Linked DNA regions of Mus musculus: region 2 is linked to region 1. Evidence: chromatin contacts called from public Hi-C data. All regions are on one chromosome and are shown on one strand. Each heading gives the region's core, a stretch centred on a gene start, on an enhancer-like site or on the middle of the called end of the contact. The rest is flanking DNA. Distances are from core to core; before and after follow the strand shown. Region 1 overlaps Gm45968 (a long non-coding RNA gene). Region 2 overlaps Nxpe3 (neurexophilin and PC-esterase domain family, member 3).

Evidence for each region. A called contact is a pair of places that touch in the nucleus more often than the background predicts.
Region 2: a Hi-C map of bone marrow-derived macrophages shows a contact between it and region 1, with 29 read pairs. The contact joins two enhancer-like sites. A contact is called at or near these places in 14 of 39 promoter capture datasets (the C10 cell line, the HPC-7 cell line, HPC-7-derived erythroid cells and 10 more), 7 of 15 datasets of contacts at CTCF or cohesin (CD8 T cells, the NIH/3T3 cell line, embryonic stem cells and 3 more), 105 of 484 Hi-C or Micro-C datasets (the AML12 cell line, B cells, the BV-2 cell line and 69 more) and 14 of 115 datasets of contacts at active chromatin or transcription factors (the HPC-7 cell line, acute myeloid leukemia, astrocytes and 10 more).

What each region holds. Positions count from the first base shown.
Region 1 is chr16:55,502,098-55,507,772 of GRCm38.p6, reverse strand. All of the region lies in intron 1 of Gm45968 (a long non-coding RNA gene), which reads left to right. Among named protein-coding and RNA genes, the nearest start is that of Mir5118, 10 kb to the right of the region's middle. Within about 2 kb of position 2,807, at least 55 of the 459 cell types and tissues checked have an H3K27ac peak or open chromatin away from gene starts, as enhancers often do. A contact at or near this core is called in bone marrow-derived macrophages, where this site is marked.
Region 2 is chr16:55,861,914-55,867,594 of GRCm38.p6, reverse strand. It overlaps Nxpe3 (neurexophilin and PC-esterase domain family, member 3), which reads left to right. Exons shown (of 6, transcript NM_001134457.1): 3 at 1,045-1,799. Among named protein-coding and RNA genes, the nearest start is that of Nxpe3, 31 kb to the left of the region's middle. Within about 2 kb of position 4,209, at least 9 of the 459 cell types and tissues checked have an H3K27ac peak or open chromatin away from gene starts, as enhancers often do. A contact at or near this core is called in bone marrow-derived macrophages, where this site is marked.

The sequences.
Region 1 (5,675 bases), core at 1,558-4,057:
AGAGAGAGAGGGAGAGGGGGAGAGGGAGGGGGAAAGAGGAAGAGGAGTAGGAAGGCAGGGAGGATATGGGGGAAGTTGGGGGAGGGGAAACTGTGATCAGAATATATTTTATGAAAAATTATTTTCAAATAAAAAAGATGTGTACATTTAGTACTTTTATTTTAAAATAGCAATGGGAGGGGGTGCTAGACATGGCAATCAAACAACAGAAAAAGAAAGTTCACTCAAATTCAAAACAAGGATGTTACTTTTCTTTGTATGTACATTGGATAATTAAAAAAAAAACCCAAATACTGCTAAAATTATTTGAACTAATATTTTCATTCTGAAAAATTGCAAGATATAAAATCAACACATAAAATGTCAGTAGTATCATTGAATGGCAGACAGGAATCAAGGAAGCAACCATATTTACAGTAGCTACAACAATTACGTGAGAATGAATTCAAGCAAAGATATAGTAAAACATTACAAAACATTAATGCAAGATACAAAGCAAAGATAACCCATGGCTGTGGATCGGAAAAATCTGTGTTGTCAAAGTAGCCACACTGAGTTGTTTTTTAAAAAGACAAATTGTGAATTCATGAAATCGGGAGGTTGAAGTTTGATGCTTAGGGAGAAACTGGGGTGGGGGGGAGGAAGTAGGGGTTAAATTTGAGCAAAATTCATTATGTGTATGTATGGGATTCCCAATAAAAATGCAGAAAGAAGTTTACACTACTCAAAGCAAGTTTCCGATTCTACATAACTCCTATCAAAATATCAAGGGAATTCTCTGCAAAACTACAAACAAAAATATTGATAAGACAACCCCCTCCTTGAATATTCAATATTGATCAATAAGAACAAAACAAACTATCTTGAATCAAAATGTAATAAGCTGGAGTGAACAAACCAGCATAAAAACAGACAGACATACAGACATGCAGACTGCTGGCAACCTGGTGGTAAACTCATCCACAACCAACTGGATTTTGACAAAAGTAGTAAAGATATAGATTGGAAATAGACAATCTATTCAAAAAACAGTGAGAGATGGAAATCAACCCAAAACCAAGTGAAACTAGACAGCTATCTCACTTTTGGCAGTTACAGAAACCGATTTGAAGTGGGTGAAAAGCAGAAAAACAAGGCCAGAAACTATAACTGACAAGAAGAAAACGTAGAAGGAACACTTCAGAACATTGGCCAAGGATTTGCTTTTCAGTTGTTAAGACCCAGAAACTGAGCTGGAGCTAAGGCTCAGTAGGTAAAGAAGGCACAATGATCTATACTGAACAGCCTGATATGGTGGTACACTTGTGTAATCCTACCACAAGAGGCTTAGCCAGGCTAGCCTAAAGCCAAGGTCTGGAACCCACTGAGAGACCCTACTCAGAAAAGTAAAGTGGAAAGGGATTGAGGAAGACAGCCCCCTCTCTGTCTCTCTGTCCCTCCATCTCTCCATCTCTCTCTCTCCTCACTCCCCTCCCCCAAAATCTCCAAGCTAAAAGGAACTCAAGCAAATATAGACAAATGGGAAGACATTAAGTCCTCACACAGAAAAGGAAGCGAGTACCACAGGACTGTATTCATATTTGAAATCCAAAAACGTTGACTATATAGCAGTCCTTGAATATGCTTAATTTGCATGTGTTAATGGAGGTGGCCATTAGCTCTCACAATCATTGTCTTGTTGACAATTTTTTTTTGTTGTTGTTGGGCCAGGCTATGACACATCCATACTGAAACTCAAAGTGCTGTAGGCTGAGAAATAACTGGATCTATCGTAGTACACTGAGGGAAAAAAACCAAAAACCAAAAACCAAAAAACAAAAAACAAAAACAGAACCCCAAGGTCTTGTATGAGTCATTTTTAGTGAAAGCAAAAATAATAAGACATTGAAAAAAAATCTCTACTTTGGTGATGAAAGCATTGTTGGCATTTCTTCTAGGCTCTGTTCAACAGTTACCTGGCAACACCAGGTAGGCCTGGCTTGCTATAAACAGGGCTGTTTGTCTTCTCCTCCCCTCTCTCTGCCCCTTTTATCTCTCTGACTCTCTGACCATCTTCACTCTCCCTAACCCCTTTCTCCCCCTCTAACCTTCCCCCTATCCCCTTCATGTTCCACCAGCCTCTTCTCTCTTTGTCTCTCTCTGTCCCCTTCTCTTTCTCTGCCTCTACTCCCTTCTCAACTCCCCTTCCCATGTTCCCAAATAAAATCTGTCTATACTAGACCCACCATATGGCTGGTATCTCGAGTGGGAGGGGAATGTCTCAGCACGGGCCTTCTGAGGTACCTGCTCCCACCACGCCAATCCGAGGTCTACAAAACATATTCTTGGCTTTTTTTTTTTAAATAAAACACACCACACACAACATTTTTATTTTTAAAATACCATTGTTTGATTTATTTGTGAACAATAGAAACCCTAATTTTCAGCCCCATGCTGCATCTGATTTCTAGGCCTTGCCTCCAGTTCCTTCCTGAATATTCTAAATGGCTGAGCTATGCTTCCTGTGCCTGATTTTTGGTGCTTTCCAAAGATGTGTGATTACTTCAGGTTGTTGTAGTAACACACTCCACCCAGCCAAGTCAACCTTCTCTGGCATCTTCTCATACTAATGAGAACAAACAGGGAGAAGGTCTCCCGCTCTTACAGACACACATCCCCACTGAAGAAGGCTAGGCAGAAGCAGGGCCCTTGGGAGGTCAGAGATGAAGCTGTAAATGTTTCTATGTCTTGGTGCTTAGGGATCTGGAGGCACAACAAACTGCAGTCTTCTAAGGTTACCATAGGAAATGCGTTCCCACAGACTCACTTCCCACTTTCCCAGGGTGAGTCACGCCCTGGTTTCGTTTACTCAAGCAGATAACAACTTAAGTCAATGAAACATGGGCTTTTAAAAAAAATCACTGATAACGTCATATTATGTATTTAAAATTTAGTTATCCATTTAAGCTCACCCCTGAGAGAAGAAGTTAGTCGTGAGTTTCAGGAAAAAAAAAAGTTACTGTTCACACACACACACACACACACACACACACACACACACACACACCACAATCACATTCATACTCAAAACAATGCCTTAATATCAGGTGGGATTCTAGAATTCAGTAGAAAACAAAACTTGGGGGAAATTAAACTACATTCCTACATTCCAAGAACCTAAGGAGGAGATTGGATTCTTAGGAAAATAAAAGTCAGCCAGGGTTCTTACCCAAACCAGGGAGTAGATGCCGGACATACTTAACAGCCAGAGTTCTCCAGTTTCCTTGCCCTGCCCTCCCCTTTTCTTCTCCCCTTTGCGTTCATCTCTATTCTTCATCTCTGTCACATTCTCTAGCCTCTCCCCCTTAACATGTGTATATGCTCTGGCATCTTCTCCTACTAACAGGGAGAAGGCCTCCCGCTCTTACAGATCTTGTCTGCCAGCAACTTCCCTACTATTTGACCCAAGAAGCTCCAGTCTCCAGGGTCACACTCCCTCCTGCTAGTATCTGTGAATTCCCTTTCTTTATCGATAAGGTTTTGTTCTGGAACTCAGGCTGGCCTCCAATTGGTGATCCTCCTGCCTAGTGGTGTGATTCCAGGTAGGCGCCTTCAGTCCTTGCTCCTCCCCTTTTATCTTCCACGATTCTTAGATGATTCTTTATACATCAAAGTATAACCTTATTCCTTCCCAATTCCTGAAATGCTCCTATGGGCCTTCTAGAAGTCAGGAGCATAGAAAATAGCTCTCCATAGCATCAGCTTCTTGAATTCCTATGCAAATCACCTGCAGACTCCTCTCCTGGTCCCTTCCCTACATTTCTCTTCCAGTACAGGTGGCAGAGCTCCACTGTGGCCTGGGTGCCAAAGAGGCCGAATGGAGAGAAATCACTGGTGTGACCAAAGTGTGTCAGAAGAGGCAAAGCTGGGCTTCTCCACTCTGCCTTCCAGTTGTGGCCAACAGCAGTGGCTGTGTGTTTTCTTTAGTTCTACCACCGTCTAGTTTTACTTTATCTATCTATCTATCTATCTATCTATCTATCTATCTATCTATCTATCTATCTATCTATCTATCTATTTATTTAAATTTTGGCCTCAACTTGGATCTAGTTTCTTCCAGATAGCTCATGTCCTACATTCTAATATTATTACCTCCCAGTGCAAACTTCCTAGCCAAATCAGGGACTGTGTCCTTTGATTCCTAAGGTCTTTGTTTCTTTACTAGTTCCTTTCAAAGTTATTTTATTTTATGTCTTCCTGTTTTCCTGATTGTAAGAAGGTTCACCACATGTGTGCAGTACCCACAGAGGCCAGAAGAGGGTGATAGATCCCCTGGAACTGTAGTTACAGATGGTTGAATGCTGCCACATGGGTGCAGAAAACAGAACCCAGGTTCTGTGTGAAAGCAGCCTGTACTCATTTTTTTTAAAAGACATTTCTTTCTTTTTTTTTTTATTAGATATTTTCATTATTTCCATATCAAATGTTATCCCCTTTCCTAGTTTCCTTTCTGAAAATCCCCTATCCCCTCCCCCACTCCCCCTGCTCCCCAACCCACCCACTCCCATTCCTGGCCCTGGCCCTGGCATTCCTCTATACTGGCAGCCAGTACTCTTAACCACTGAGTTCTTTAGCACCTATAGCTCCCTCTTTAAGTAAAACGAGCTACCTTCCAGGTTCACATCTCTTGAGCTGACCTTGAATGCTTGTTACTTTTTTTTAAGGTGCACAGTAACAAAGTTTATTTAAGACCGATTTGAAGACTTGGAAAAGAGGACACGTTAGTTTTAACTTCCTGTCCTGACCCAAACCAATGTCTGCCCTGAGGATTCTATCCCCTCCAGGGCTCTGTCCATCGGCCAAGGTTCATTTAGCTGTCAAAGCACTGGTACCCATGGGTCTAGAGGCAGTTTAGGGGGTCCCATTGCTCTCCCACACTCCCTCACTCCCTCAAACCATAAGTATCACACAGACTGTATTCTCCACTTCCCATCACTACTGCCCTTTGAATTATTAGTTCATGAGTGAATTTTAGTTGCCAGCTCCTCATTAGTTTCCCTTTTACTATTCTTTTCTTATTTTTGCTAATTTCAACATACATGTAAGTAAGGTCTCTAACTGCCCACTTTCTGTTCTGAATTTTCTCTCCGCTTTCTAACTGCCCTTTAATCCACCATCATCATTACTTGTCTTGGTAACGTACAAGGCCCTTTATTTCTAATAACTACAATTCAGTGTCTCAACTTTTGTGTCCTATCTTCTGATCACTAATCATAAGGTCTTATTTCTGGTCTTCTCTTTTTAGTATCTGAATTTCATCTATGCCCTATTTTAGCACAATCTGTTTATGATTTGTTTTCTGTCTGTTGGGACTGATTTTGTTTGTTTCTTTGATTACTTATTTTTTTAAGTCATGATGTCCTTCTTTCTGTCAATTATTGCTCACTTCTGTGCATACGTCCTCAAATACCTCAAGCCCCTATCTTGCTTTATTGTATTCAATGGCTTAGACTTCTACCCTGACGGAATTATTTTCTCTTTGCCCTGGGCCCTAAATCTGAGCATCTATGCACATCCAGGCAAAAGCACAACATGAATCAGGAACGTGATTTTCAAAAGACCCTTCACGCTGACTGAGAATCACCCATTCTCTACCTGCCATCACAGATGGTAGTTTGCTTCTTCTCTCATCTCTT
Region 2 (5,681 bases), core at 2,960-5,459, 360 kb before region 1:
TGCTGCAGGTCCCCAGAGCCTCGCAAAGCCTCAGGAGCCACTGCATGTGTATCCATGGGTCAGTGTGGCCAACCGAGGCATTGGCCTGAGACTTAGTTGCTTAATTAAAATTTTTATTTTATTGTTTTGGGCTTTTGTGTTGCTAAGCATCGTAGTGAGGGCCTTGTGCATTCGAGGCGAGCACTATGCATTCACCGTTGCTTTAAAAAGCTCCAGGCTGAGAAGTCTAGCATTCCCGTTGGATCTGAGGTTGCCGCTCTTCAAATTCTGATTTTTATTTTTTTTTTGTAATTCTAAAAAAATGTAATTTGTCTTGCAATTTGTCCTTGAATTGTAGACATGATGAGCTTGGTGACAGGAGCCGTGCTCTGAGGGCTTGCAGGACAGTTGGTAGCGTGTGTGGGGAGGAGCATAGCTAGTCTGCATTTAGCTGAGTCCTTTGGTGAGCACGTTGCCCCTGGTGTGGGCTTCTTTAGTGCTTGTTGGTTCTCATCCCTGGGACAGGCTGGAGGTAGAGGTTTTACCTTTCCCAGGTAGGTTTAGGGTTTGGAAAACTCATTTCTTATCTGATTAATACAAACCTACATTATTAAAAAAAAAATAATGGTTCTTGCTGGGCATGGTGGCACACGCCTTTAATCTCAGCACTTGGGAGGCAGAGGCAGGCGGATTTCTGAGTTCGAGGACAGCCAGGACAGCCAGGGCTATACAGAGAAACCCTGTCTCGAAAAAACCAAAAAAAAAAAAAAAAAAAAAAAAAGTTCTTTTCTCCATTCCATGGTAGAAGCTCAAGGAAGTTTTTCTCTGATAATTTACAGTAGGAACCCACATACAGCTACTACAGGTAATATTTCTGAAACTATAGAGACCATTCTATGAATTGTCGTTAATCTTATTTTGTTACAATCACTGTGAAACTTGCAGGCTGTGGTTGTTGAAGCAGTGTCTAATTGGTTGATTTTATACAAATTTAACCTGAAGCAGAGATGCGTTTGCCTAATATTGTAGCATTGTAGTAGTGCTTTCTGTTGTCTTTCTCTTTAGTACTTGGACCATGAGACGCTGTCAGAGACGTTCATCGACAGCAGCGGACAGTATGTTTCCTCGCAGGCTACAGGCTTCAGTCGGAATGCGTACTGCGGCTATGAGCACCAGACCCTGTCTAGTCAGGAACGCTTAGAGGAGGATGCCTTGCTTGCTGCCTCCAAGTGGAAGGTGCCTGACGTGGATCTGGTCCCATTTGTGAGGAGCACGGACCCTTCCTCCAGCTACTTCGTCATCTTGAACTCTGCAACCTTCTTCAGGGTGGGGAGCCGGCTGGAGGTGCTGGTTCATGTGCAGGATTTTCGAGGGAAGCCCAAGAAGTATGGCGGAGATTACCTGCAGGCCAGAATACACTCGCCTAAGCTGCAGGCCGGCGCCGTGGGCCGCGTGGTAGACTACCAGAATGGATTTTACAAGGTGTTTTTTACTTTGCTCTGGCCAGGCAGAGTCAGAGTGTCCGTATCTCTGGTTCACCCCAGTGAAGGGATCAGAGTCCTTCAGCGCCTGCAGGAAGAGAAACCAGACAGGGTCTATTTCAAGAGTCTCTTCCGATCGGGAAGGATTTCTGAAACAATGAAGTGCAATGTGTGTCTTCCTGGAAGTCTTCCCTTGTGCAACTTTACGGATCTGTCCACCGGAGAGCCCTGGTTCTGCTTCAAACCAAAGAAACTCCCCTGCAGCAGCAGAATCAACCACTTCAAGGGCGGATACACGAAGGGCCTTCTCACAGCTGCCGAAAGTGCTCTCTTTCAGAGGTACGAGGCCTTCTGGCGGGTAATGATCCTCCCCACTGTCTCAGCCACATTTAGGAACCTCCTGTAAGTATTCATTTCTTGTCTGTTTGAACCTTGGCCCCGTTCAGAAGAGGTGTTGAGTAAGACAACAAGCAGGTTTGTACTTTTGCTTACTGTTTTAAAAGTGAAAATTGGTGCTTGTTCAACTTAATTAAAAGACCTTTTTACCCTTTTTTTTTTTTTTTTTGGTTCTTATTCAGCTATGTTTTTTTTTTTCCATTTTTTATTAGGTATTTAGCTCATTTACATTTCCAATGCTATACCAAAAGTCCCCCATACCCACCCACCCCCACTCCCCTACCCACCCACTCCCCCTTTTTGGCCCTGGCGTTCCCCTGTACTGGGGCATACAAAGTTTGCGTTTCCAATGGGCCTCTCTTTCCAGTGATGGCTGACTAGGCCATCTTTTGATACATATGCAGCTAGAGTCAAGAGCTCCGGGGTACTGGTTAGTTCATAATGTTGTTCCACCTATAGGGTTGCAGATCCCTTTAGCTCCTTGGGTTCTTTCTCTAGCTCCTCCATTGGGAGCCATCAGCTATGTTTTATGTTAGAGATGCTACCATGTTTATTGCTGCATAAGCGAGACTATTTATGCACACAAACGGTTAAAAAAAAAAAGGTCCTAGAGTAGCAGGAGATGGCTCAGTATACGCTGGCTGTGCAAGTCTGACAGCCGAGTTTAATCCTTTGCATCCATGTAAAAAGCCTGCCGCAGCACACGTCCATATGCCCAGTACTCCTGTGGCAAGATGGGAGGCAGAAAGCTGAGAAGGATCTAGAAGCTTACAGACCAGCCGGCCCGGAGAATGCGGATAGCCGAAACAAGAGAGGCCCCAAGGCAAAGACCAACTCTCAAAAAGTAGTTCTCGGATCCCATCATCCTCGCCCCCGCTATGGCGTCTGTGTATCCAACGCCCGCCCCCCGACTCCAGAAATGAGGTCTTTGAAGTCCTGTCACTGGTGCCTGAGGATTGTGTGATGCTAAAATTTTGGAGAGAGAGAGAGAGAGAGAGAGAGAGAGAGAGAGAGAGAGAGATATCAGCTTTTAAATACTAAAAATGTTTATGTATAGTAAGACTATGGGTTTGACAGTATACTGTTAACTGACCAAGCATGAGAACCAAGCGAACCTCCTATTTAACGGCTGTTGAAAGGGTTACAGGATTCTTGCCGAGATATCTGTGTTGAACATGAACATAGATCATTTCCAGCACAATGTCTGCATATGGGTAATGGGCAGAATGAAAGCATAGACTCCGTCTGAGTTGAAATCTGTGTTTTCTTCACTTTAGGGATAAGAAAGTGGGGATAGAAGAAGTTGGATAGAAGAAGTTATTGCTTCTGTTCTGTTGTAGCAAGAGAACTAGGGCTTACAATAGCTAATTGAATACGTAAAAAAAAAATAAGTAGGGTGAATTTTGAATGTTTCCATCATGAGCAAGTGGTAAATTTGCGATGATTAGCCAATTTCTTATTGTGTCTTATAAGTGTTTATAATTACTAAGTGACCAAAAAAAAAAAAAAAATCAAAGAAGAAATGACATAAAACTACCTGGTCAAAAAGCACAATTATTTAGAAAGAATATATAAAATGTTTTTAGGGACCTGTTTTTTTTGTGTAGGACGTTTTGCCTGCATGTATGCATGTGTTCCATGTACATGCCTGGTGCTCACAAAGGTCAGAAGAGGGCATGAGATCCGTGGAGAGGCTCACGGATGGTTGTGAACTACCCTGTGGATGCTGGGTATCAAACCAGGTCCTCTGTAACAGCAACAAGTGTCCTTAACCACGGAGCCATCCCTGCAGCCTTTGTAAATATTTTCTTTTTTAAATTGAAAATCTAAATTTTTCAATCCAAAATGTTTTGTTGATATATTCTTTCTTCTTCCTCACCCCCTTCTGGATCTTCCCCTATAAATATTTTTATTTCCATATGAAATGCTTACTTGTAAGACTGTGGTAGAGAGCCATTTTTGTTGAGTTAAATTAGAAATCCTGAAGTGTTAACATTTTATGGTCACTCATTTTGGTAGGAGAAATATCATGTTGAAGCAGTATAGGAGCGTCTCAAATTTTTCAAACTGATTTTCTTTTTTCCACAAGTTAGCTTGTGGCCCCGTCATTCTACCACAAGGTGTCACTATGCCAGTGAACTCGCCCCATGCATTTATTCATCGGGCCAGCAGAGGGAGCACATTCAATGTATTTACTGGATCGTTCTCTAGAAGGCCAGTATTTTGTATTGCTGAATAAAAACTGAAAATGAAACTAAAGGAAAAACAACAACAACAACAACAACACCACACACACAAATCTAAACTTTTATTTATATTTACTTTATTTATTTATTTTTAAGACCGAGTCTCACTATATAAATAGAGACTGGCAGAAAGCCCATCTTGCCAACCCAGCCTAGTAAATGATCAATGTTACAGGTGTGCAGTCTTGCCAAGCTCCAAGGGTTTTAGTTTTATTTCTTTTAATTATTTAAATTAAATTTATTTTTAAAATTTATGTGTACTGTATTTACATATTTTAAATCTTGCATCTAGATGCAAAGATTGCTATTTTTAGTGAGTAAGAGCAGATTGTTTCGTTTCTATGAACTTACACGTGAAGATTATCCAGTTGGCCCTCTCTGGAGTTGTGTCTGTCAGTCTATCTGATGCAGCTCCCGTGAAGAAGGAGGAGGAGGAGGAGCAGGAGGAGGAGGGAGAGGAAAGAAGGGAGCAAAGGAAAGCATTATAATTTGACCAAGCTCCATGTGGGAGGTAGTGGGATAAAAGGGATAGAGAGAGAGAATTGAATAGTGAAACATTCAGAGATATCCCTAACACCAAATCCCACTATCAGAGACAAGAGTGATCGGAAAAACCTGTTGCTACAGAAAGAAAAAATAATGCCCATCCTTATATGCAGTCCCGGGAGCAGTGGGCTAATAGCACATTGTAGGTTGTGGTAGGATCATTATAAAACTCTCTACCTGGGATGTTTGCTTGAGAAAGTATTTGAGGTAGCTTCCATTTTATGGAAACCCAGTGATTAATTTTCATTTCATAGCCGTTCACACTGTTAAAGTAGTAGACCTTTGTAGGAAGGTATCTAAGAAAAAGAACCAATCTTAAAGGTCTTTGGGCATATTGTTTTGAGCTACCTTAAGTGCCCTGAGTGTGTTTGTATTCACGTTCATCTTTTGTCCTGGGCTCAAAGCCTTGTTTAGGTTTTAAAATATTTACAAAGGGATCATATTCTATACTGTCTTTTAGGATTTTATTCCCATGAAGAGAGTCCATGACCACAGTAATTCTTTTTAAAAATTTTTTATTATTTTTATTAGGTATTTTCTTCATTTACATTTCCAATGCTATCCCAAAAGTCCCCCCCACGCTCCCCCCACCCCACTCCCACTTCTTGGCCCTGGCGGTCCCCTGTACTGAGGCATATAAAGTTTGCATGACCAATGGGGCACTCTTTCCACTGATGGCCGACTAGGCCATCTTCTGATATATATGCAGCTAGAGACACGAGCTCCTGGGGGGTACTGGTTAGTTCATATTGTTGTTCCACCTATAGGGTTGCAGATCCCTTTAGCTCCTTGGGTACTTTCTCTACCTCCTCCATTGGGGGCCCTGTGTTCCATCCAATAGCTGACTGTGAGCCTCCACTTCGACCACAGTAATTCCTATAAGGAAAATATTTAATTGGGGCTGGCTTACAGTTTCAGAGGTTTAGTCCATTATCATCATGGCAGGCAGGGAGCATGGCAGATGTGATACAGGAAAAGGAGCTGAGAGTTCTACATCTTGAACAACAGGCCCAGGAGACTGCGTATTGCCCTG